2 separate regions of the Rattus norvegicus genome follow, and region 1 is linked to region 2. A link is a contact called in public Hi-C data. All regions are on one chromosome and are shown on one strand. Each heading gives the region's core, a stretch centred on a gene start, on an enhancer-like site or on the middle of the called end of the contact. The rest is flanking DNA. Distances are from core to core; before and after follow the strand shown. Region 1 holds the start of Lmbr1 (limb development membrane protein 1). Region 2 holds the start of Ube3c (ubiquitin protein ligase E3C).

What was found. Hi-C and Micro-C count contacts between places; a contact is called where the count stands out from the background.
Region 1: a Hi-C map of frontal cortex shows a contact between it and region 2, with 2.1 times the contacts expected there. The contact joins the promoter of Lmbr1 here to the promoter of Ube3c in region 2. A contact is called at or near these places in 3 of 12 Hi-C or Micro-C datasets (the A7r5 cell line, frontal cortex and mammary epithelial cells).

The regions. Positions count from the first base shown.
Region 1 is chr4:6,648,079-6,652,722 of GRCr8, reverse strand. Lmbr1 (limb development membrane protein 1) reads right to left here and starts at 2,842. Exons shown (of 17, transcript NM_001191858.2): 1 at 2,630-2,842. The coding sequence starts at 2,695.
Region 2 is chr4:6,423,072-6,427,777 of GRCr8, reverse strand. Ube3c (ubiquitin protein ligase E3C) reads left to right here and starts at 2,933. Exons shown (of 23, transcript NM_001427087.1): 1 at 2,933-3,058. The coding sequence starts at 2,993.

The DNA.
Region 1 (4,644 bases), core at 1,593-4,092, 230 kb before region 2:
TAAAGGGCACACTTATGCTGCTCTACAGCCATGTTTCAGATTCCCGAGTGTGCCAGAGCAGATCTACCCTGAGAGAACTTTCAGAAACTAACATGTCTACCACCAGATATACCAGGCACAGAGGAATGAGTAGACCCGCCACGTCTCTGGACTGATATTGTAGCTCAATGGTAGAGGACCCGGATTCAGTTTCCAGTAGCCACAGGACAATCCACAACTACTTTCAACTCCAGTTCCAAAGATCTGATGCCCTCTTCTGGACTCCATGGGTATCATGCACATACATGATATACAGATATAAGTACAAACATTCACACATATAAAACAATTTTAAAATAAAACAAAACTTAACCTTAGACGCCAGAGCAGCAGTTATTCTTGGAGAGGATAAAAGTTACAACTATTAAGGAAAGGTGGGCCTCAAATTCTATTTCTGTATCTGAAACCACGATTAGTCAAGTATGTTTTATAGGAAATGCATCTAGGGAATACTTAAAATTATAGATTCCTTCCTAGTGGCCTAATTTGTGGGAGGAACCAACCAGTTTCTGATTGGCTATAAGGTCCACTCCACAAAATGAACCTCATACCTAGCACTGTTATTGGAGATAAGAATCAGTGGGTAAAGAGGCCACAGATCTTACGACAGAACCTACTACTATTACACTGCTAACTGGAAACCATAAATACTAATTCCTAATGACTTACTGTTAAACCCAGACTAGTGCATCTTTCAATCTTCACCAGAGATGCTTTCTGTGTAGATGACAGTTCAGAGACCCACAACTGCTCAAGGTGGATGTTCAGCCCTAAGTAGGAATTCTGTATCATTCCCCTCTTCCTAGGACTTAAAATAATTGTAGAAAAGGGGGCAGAAAGATTGTAAGAGCCAGAAGCAGTGGATGTCCATACGACACCAGTGTTTTCCAGCTATGATGGGGCAGTTGTATAAATGAACAACACACATGGTGGCTGGAACAATACACACAGAACCTGGGCAAGTTCAACCCAGACAAAAATCTCAGTAAGGAGAAAGGAAGTAGACATGAAGTCCCACCCCCGTCTGAGGAATTATTGACAACTGATACCTGCCAAAAGAGAGTCAGTTTTCTTCTTAAGAGTATGCTACTGATAGATCAACCATAGCCTCCAAGGAATGCCCATACACCGAAGAGTGGAAGTACAGCACATATCTGATTCAAATAGGTTTTTTTTTTTAATGTCATGAAGTTTAGTATATGGGGAGAGGTCTGGGAGGAGTTGGGGAGGAATGAATGTGCTCAAAATACATTGTATGAAATACTCAAAGAATAAAAATAAAAGTTAACCAACTGCACTGTCCTGAACTCTATCAATTCAGATTTTTGCATCTCCTTCTACTCCAATATGACTCGGCAAGCCAGTTCTCAATTTTCAAAATCAGTAACTGCACAAATTGGACTACTGTGAACCAGAATGTGTTTACCTCAAACCAAGGGTGTGACTGAACGGGAAAAGGGAGCTAGATGAGAAATGAATGCAAATATGTAACTTGGACATATTTTGCAGTTATGGGGACACAAACTAATCCATTTATAATAGTATAGGGTATCTGAAAGGCACTCATCAAAGGAGACTTTAGGGAGCCAAGCTGGCTTCCTGGACTATTAGAAGCAGCAAGATGAAGCAGGTCCATCCTTTCCAGAGCAACTGTTTCACAGCATCGTGGGCTCCTGCTCTTGCCCCTCCTAAGAAAGACCTGTCTTCACTCCTCTGGAAGTTTTTAACTCTGTCCTGCCTAGGTGAGAGGCCAGAACCACTGCAGGGCTGGAAGCTTGGGAAGCCAGGCACTGCCTGCACTGCTACACCTGAGCCACAGCCAGCTCAGCCCAGGTACCATGCCAGGGTAAAGGAAAAGAGGCAGTCACCCATCACCCTACACCCTTCCTTAATGAGCAGATGTGGAATAAACTCGGATGAAGATGGTGAAGCAGGTGATAAAGGTACAAATGAGTTGAATGGACAAGTAGGAAGAGTACAGAAGAAATGGGCAAATGTTAAGTGTAGATGACTGGGGAGGGGGGCAGGAAGGGGATGTCGGATAATGGGAAGGGCTGCAAGTGATCGGAGGAGAGCTGAACGCAGGTGACAGGAGGTAGGCACAGGTGACTGGAAGCTGACAGAGATGATAGGAGGGAGCTCAGGGAAAAGAGAAGGGCATAGGACTCAGCGGAAGTGGTGGGTTGCAGGGGGCCGGGGAGGAGGGGCCGCACAGGTATGGGGGAAGGGGAATAAAGGTGACGGGAGAGGGACAGGAAGTGAGGGTGAAGGGAAGAAATATAGGTAAAGACAGGACAGAAAGGAGGGGAGAGAGCGCTGGTAGCGCGAGGGAGACCTATGAGAAGGCAGTAGGGCGACAGGCAAGGAGGTGAAATAGGTGAGGAGATGGGGAGCAGGTGACCAGGTCGCAAGTGACAGAGGACGTAAGTGACGCGTGGCGTCGGAGTGGGTCTGCAGCAGACCCCGTGGGGCGCTGAAAGGCCGGCGTGAAAGAGGGGCTCCGGGAAGAAGCTATGGGACCGTGCTGGTGTGCGCTGCGCTCCTGGGTCCAGCGCGTGGCGCAACACCAGGAAACCGACCGGCCACGCACCGTGGACTCTCGCACTTGGCTGTGGAAGTGCTGCTCCCGCGCCGACACCTCGTCCTGCCCTTCCATCCTCCTTCATGCCCGCCGCAGGGCCGCCCGCGTCCGCGCGCTCCGCCGCACCATTGCCCGCGGCGCCGGGGCTACACAGTCTCTCGTGGCCGGACCGGAACACTACCTAGACCGCAGCAGGCTCAGAAAACGCCGCCTCAGCTCAGAGAGAAGCAGTTCAGAATAAGGGAGGCGGGGAATGGCCACGGCCTGGGCGGGGCTTGAGGTCGGGGCGGGACTTGTGCGTCAATCTGAGAGCGCCGTACGTCAGAGGCGCGCGCCTCTGCGCCTGGGGCGCTGGGCGGACAGTAGCTTGGCGTCACGGGGAGTGGCTGGAGGAATGGGGGTGGAGTTTTTAGGGTCCTGGACTGAAATGGAACTCTGACACGTGCTGGGGTTGGATGAAAATCTCCGTTCTGGGCCTGAAGTGTTGGGGTCTAGCCTTGTTGGCCATTACCCGGGGCTGGGAGTAAGGGCAGGCCGGAGGCTCCAGGCAGAGGGTGAAGGCTAGAGGCGGAAGCCCGGGTGCGGACGGGATTTGGAGAAGTGAGGAGATCCAGGCACAGGTGCATCCGGCCCTCCCTTGCTGGCAGAAGCTTGGACCACCCGCAGGCTCCTTTGCCTTGGTTCACCCTTGCTCTCCGGATCTGGGCTTATAAAGCCCCAGAGGATTTTTACCTACCAGGAGATCTGGAGTGAGACAACGAGACTCAGATCTATGTAAAAAGCAAGAGGTTTATTTTTCCGGCGCGCCAGGATCAACCTTCAGCAATCTCTCAAGCAAGAGACCAGAGGCTATCCTCTAATTTACAAGCACCTTTTACACATTTTTTAAGAGGGCAGGTTACAGTAACAGCAATCATCCTGGGAGGGTACCTTCGTTCCCCAGAGGGTCCGGGTGGGCTTCGGCCAGTACATTTTATGGTTTTTCTGAGAAGTATTTTATCAGAGTTGTTTCTAGGAAATCATCCTGGGTCCAGGGATATGAAACTTTCCCTGGGCTCTAACGCCCTTTCCTGGAACCATCTCAATGTTGCTTAATCTTATCATTCCCTTTTTCTTTCTCCAATCACGGAGCTCTTCTTCCTTGGTAATAAGGCTTTGCTAGCTCATATTCTTCCTCTCCTGATCTTAAGGGACTCATATTGTTGCCATAAAACCATCAGCTGCACAGTACTTATTTTATCTCCCCCCTCCCCGCCCCCGCGCGCGCCCCCTCCGAGTTTGGCTAGCCCTTCCTCTAACCTTGGTCATGGAATCCTTAACTACGCCGGAATGGTCTATGTAAAAGCAACATTCTTCATTGAGGGCAGCACACAGTCTGAGGAACAGTACATCTAACCCTCTTCTATCCTGTAGGACCACTTCGGACAGAGAAGTCAGAGATTCCTGTAGGTGGGAGATCGATCCTCTCAATGTCCAAATCTATGGCAGCCCTGAGGTTCTGTATTGGTGACCTTGTAGCATCAAGGAAGAGGTACCAGTAGCCACACCAGTTGCTCCCAGGCCAAGAGTAATGACACTTGGTAGTGTCTGGCCAGCTACCTGGATTTAGTCAAGTCTACACATAAAATCAGCCATCTGAAGAATGGATGTCTCTTGTCACTCCTCCAATCCATCAGGATGGGGGCAACTGGCTTCTTATGATGCTAGCCCCTTAGCCACTGCTTGTGGACGTTATCTATACATTACCACTTAAGATACCTGGCACATGTCTTTAATCCCAGAACTCGAGAAGCAGAAGCAGGCAGACCTCTGTGAGTTTGAGACAAGCCTGGTCTACAAAGAGAGTTGTAGGATTTTCAAAACTCTCCTCCTTCATTGAAGCAAGGAGAACACAAAGAGAACTTGTCAGTATTCAAAGGTTCACAGCAGTCTAGAGAACATGTATCCAAGAGCATCTTTGCCAGAGATGGAAACCCCATGTATGTCTAATCCACTAATCCACCTAATCCAGGGTAGTGATGAAT
Region 2 (4,706 bases), core at 1,684-4,183:
ATAAATCTTTTCGAAGAAAAAACAAAAAAACATGAAGATAATGTTTTCAATCATGTGCACATGATGATACATGTATAGGTGATATATTTATGTACCTGTATATGTCATGCATACACAATATACATAGCATATATGTATGCAGAACATACACTATATAATATATACTTTGCATGTATATGACATATATGTGAATATAATATATTTTTCATACATGCCATGACATATATTTGTATATATTTATCAAACTATATGTATATGCATACTGCTTTATGCATATGTATACATGTGTATATGCATGCATACATAATATGTATTTGCATTGCTTTGTATGACATATATTTGTATATGTATATGTTATATATGACATAGATTCATTTACATTGTTTTGTATATATTTGTTTGTGCTTATGTATATATAATAGCACGTTTTTATGCATGTGCATACATATATTAGACATGTATGTAAGTGTATAGATATATGACAGGGTATATTTGTGAGTTATGTATATATTTATGATGCATTTATACATTTGGCATGCATTTATATATATTAACTATTCATATATATATAGTGTTGTATTGACTGTTGTGTGTTGGTGTATTTGTACAGAACTGGTATCTTTTTTTTTAATTTTTATTAACTTGAGTGTTTCTTATTTACATTTTAATTATCATTCCCTTTCCAGGTTTCTGGGCCAACATCCCCCTAACCCCTCCCCCCCTCTAGATGGGTGTTCCCCTCCTCATCCTCCCCCTATTCCCGCCCTCCCCCCAAATATCACGTTCACGAGGGTTCAGTCTTGGCAGAACCAAGGGCTTCCCCTTCCACTGGTGCTCTTACTAGGCTGTTCATTGCTACCTATGAGGTCAGAGTCCAGGGTCAGTCCATGTATAGTCTTTAGGTAGTGGCTTAGTCCCTGGAAGTTCTGGTTGCTTGGCATTGTTGTTCATATGGGGTCTCAAGTCCCTTTAAGTTCTTCCATTCCTTTCTCTGATTCCTTCAACGGGGGTCCCGTTCTCAGTTCAGTGGTTTGCTGCTGGCATTCGCCTATGTATTTGCTGTATTCTGGCTGTGTCTCTTAGGAGAGATCTACATCCAGTTCCTGTCAGCCTGCACTTCTTTGCTTCATCCATCTTATCTAGTTTGGTGGCTGTATATGTATGGGCCACATGTGGGGCAGGCTCTGAATGGGTGTTCCTTCTGCCTCTGTTTTAAACTTTGCCTCCCTATTCCCTGCCAAGGGTATTCTTGTTCCCCTTTTAAAGAAAGAGTGAAGCATTCGCATTTTGGTATCCTTCTTGAGTTTCATGTGTTCTGTGCATCTAGGGCAATTCAAGCATTTGGGCTAGTAGCCACTTATCAATGAGTGCATACCATGTGTGTTTTTCTGTGATTGGGTTACCTCACTCAGGATGATATTTTCTAGTTCCATCCATTTGCCTACGAATTTCATAAAGTCATTGTTTTTGATAGCTGAGTAATATTCCATTGTGTAGATGTACCACATTTTCTGTATCCATTCCTCTGTTGAAGGGCATCTGGGTTCTTTCCAGCTTCTGGCTATTATAAATAAGGCTGCTATGAACAGAGTGGAGCATGTGTCTTTGTTATATGTTGGGGCATCTTTTGGGAATATGCCCAAGAGAGGTATAGCTGGGTCCTCAGGCAGTTCAATGTCCAATTTTCTGAGGAACCTCCAGACTGATTTCCAGAATGGTTGAACCAGTCTGCAATCCCACCAACAATGGAGGAGTGTTCCTCTTTCTCCGCATCCTCGCCAGCATTTGCTGTCACCTTAGTTTTTGCTCTTAGCCATTCTCACTGGTGTGAGGTGAAATCTCAGGGTTGTTTTGATTTGCATTTCCCTTATGACTAAAGATGTTGAACATTTCTTGAGGTGTTTCTCAGTCATTTGGCATTCCTCAACTGTGAATTCTTTGTTTAGCTCTGAACTCCATTTTTTAATAGGGTTATTTGTCTTCCTGCGGTCTAACTTCTTGAGTCCTTTTATATTTTGGATATAAGCCCTCTATCTGTTGTAGGATTGGTAAAGATCTTTTCCCAATCTGTTGGTTGCCGTTTTTGTCCTAACCACAGTGTCCTTTGCCTTACAGAAGCTTTGCAGTTTTATGAGATCCCATTTGTCGATCCTTGATCTTAGAGCCATTGGTGTTTTGCAGAACTGGTATCTTAAACGTGTATGTTAGCTATATATCCATGCATATGTTGTGTGGTATAACTTACAGGTGTTGGTGTGTATTTGTGTATCTATGTGTATGGTGTACATTTATGTGTCAAGTGTATGTTCAGAAATACTTTTGTTCGTGTGTAATGTATTATTCTTCTCTGAGTCATGGTGCAAATTCTCTGCATTAGTAACCTGTTCCCCCTCACATCTAGTTGGACGGTGGGTGTGGCCTCTTCTGCAGGTTTCCTGTCTCCAGTAATGCAATGCGCGTGACCCCGACGGCGTCAATGGCGGGGGCGGGGGGGTGGGAGTGGTGGAAATCGGCTGGCGGCATGACGCACGCGCGGAAGAGAGGTGCGCCCGGCGGAGCCGCGCACGCAGGCAAGCACAAGGGCTGCCGGGAGGAGCACTGTGTTATTGATGATGACGCCAAAGCCGGCGCCGGCGCTCGCAGTGGCTGCTGGGAGGAGCGCTGCGCCGTCGATGACCGGACCGCGCGCGTTCACGGGACCGCGCGCGCAGTGCGGGCGGTCACCATCTTGGTTCCGACGGCAACGCGGTGCAGGCTCGAGTCGGAGCGCCCCTCGCTCGGCGGCGGCGCGCCGTGGATTAAGCAGCGTGGACAGGCCGGCCTCCAGCGTCGCCGCGCTCGCGCCCGCGTGCAGGGCGGAGAGCGCTGAGCCGCAGGCGGGGCGGCGCGGGACAGCGAGGCCGCGACCCTGCCGGGCCCCGCCCAGCCCGCCGGGCCCGCCCCCGGCCGCTCTGTCGCCTGCCGGGCCGCGCAGATGGGATAGGCGGCGAAGATGTTCAGCTTCGAAGGCGACTTCAAGACAAGGCCCAAGGTGTCTCTCGGTGGCGCGAGCAGGAAGGTGAGGCAGTGCGGCCCGAGGTGTTAACCGAACCCGGGCCTGTCAGCACCCGGGCGGCGCTGCTCCGCAGTTCACTGGAGCGAGCTCCGGTCGGGTGCGGCTGCTGTGCAGTCCTGACAGGTCTGTGAGGAGGCGCCAGAGGAGCGCTGTCGAGCCTCGAACTGAGTGGCTGGGTCATTCATTGCGGCCTCGCCGCGCCTGCCCAAGGGCCGCAGTTTTGCCCTGGAAACACGTGCACCGGCAGTCTGTGGCTGGGGCGTTACACGGTTAGCTCTCCAGCAGTGCGAGGCAGGTACTCCCCCCTACCCTCGCTTTAAGAGCTCTTTACAAGTTATAAACTTGATATGCCCGCTCCTCACAAGCTTGGAGTTCCCTGCCCTCAAGAACAGCTTAGAGAAGAGTCCTTCATGTCTGTGAAGTGGGAGGGGACAGGTAGGACAAGGTCTTTGTAGCCTGCGTCTCGCTTTAGTCTGCTATACTCGGAGCAAGCAATACAGAGTTGTGCCTGCCTGGGGCCTGGGTCTCTTCTGGATCTTTCCCTTGTGAAGGTTTTGACACTGCTCGGCTTTCTGGGACAGTCTGAAGGATGAGGGCAACCGGCCGTAATGCTGTAGGCAGAGTACCGAATCCAGACAGGATCCCTAGAGTTAAAACGATTTTTTTTCTTTTAGGCAACATTTTAAAGCTTTATTTTAAAAAAAATTATACGTATGAGTGTTTGTCTGCATGTAACTATGTGCACCACAGGCTTGCTTAGTTCCTGCAGAGGTCAGAAGAGGGTTTCGGATCTCCTGGAATTGGAGTTAAGAACAATTGTGGGTTGGCATGTGGGTAGTAGGAACAATACCCAGACCCTCAGCAAAAGCAGTAAGTGACCTTAACTGCTTAGCCATCTCCCTAGCCCTTTAATGTAAATTTTTGTCTTTTTCCTTTTCCAAATTATTGTATGTGCAAGAGCAGTGCTGCTGGGCCTTTGCTCCAGCCTCATTTTATAAAGGATTTTTATCTGGACACATCCATATGTAAATGATCGCTCCTGATAAAGAATGTTCCTGGCATTCCTATCCACAGTTGTTCTTCACCAAGGAAACTGCTTTTCTGACCTGTTACTACTGATCAGTTTTAACTGTTGAGCTTGGTATAAACTAGGTCAGATGAAGTGGGTGCAGCTTGGTCAGCCTTTGTGCTTTGCTTCTTGAGCTAGATGTTTTCTTTGATAGATTCTCCCATCCCACTGTGTCCCGGTTAGTCAGGACATGAATAAAACACAATTAACCCATTCTGGTTTCCTTGGGTGCTTATTACATGTATCTTGGTGGACGTTGCTTACACATGTGTTCTTCTAGTGCACATTGCCCGTTGCTTCCCTAGCTGATGTGCTTACTACCCTACAACCATCAGAGTCATCAGAGGGCACTGTTGACTCACATCCTGGCCAATAAGTGTTATTGAGAGTCTTTGGAATTTTAGCCACTCTGGTATATTTGAAATCTTTTCCTTCTTGAACTTAGTGGAAAATTGTTTGTTTAGTCTTTTCCTTTTTTAAAGTTAAATGAATATTTTTATGTTTATTATCTGTAAGAGCTATACACTGGAAAAGACATGATGAGTTTATAGTCTTGTTTTGGGGAGATAAGATTTACACCTT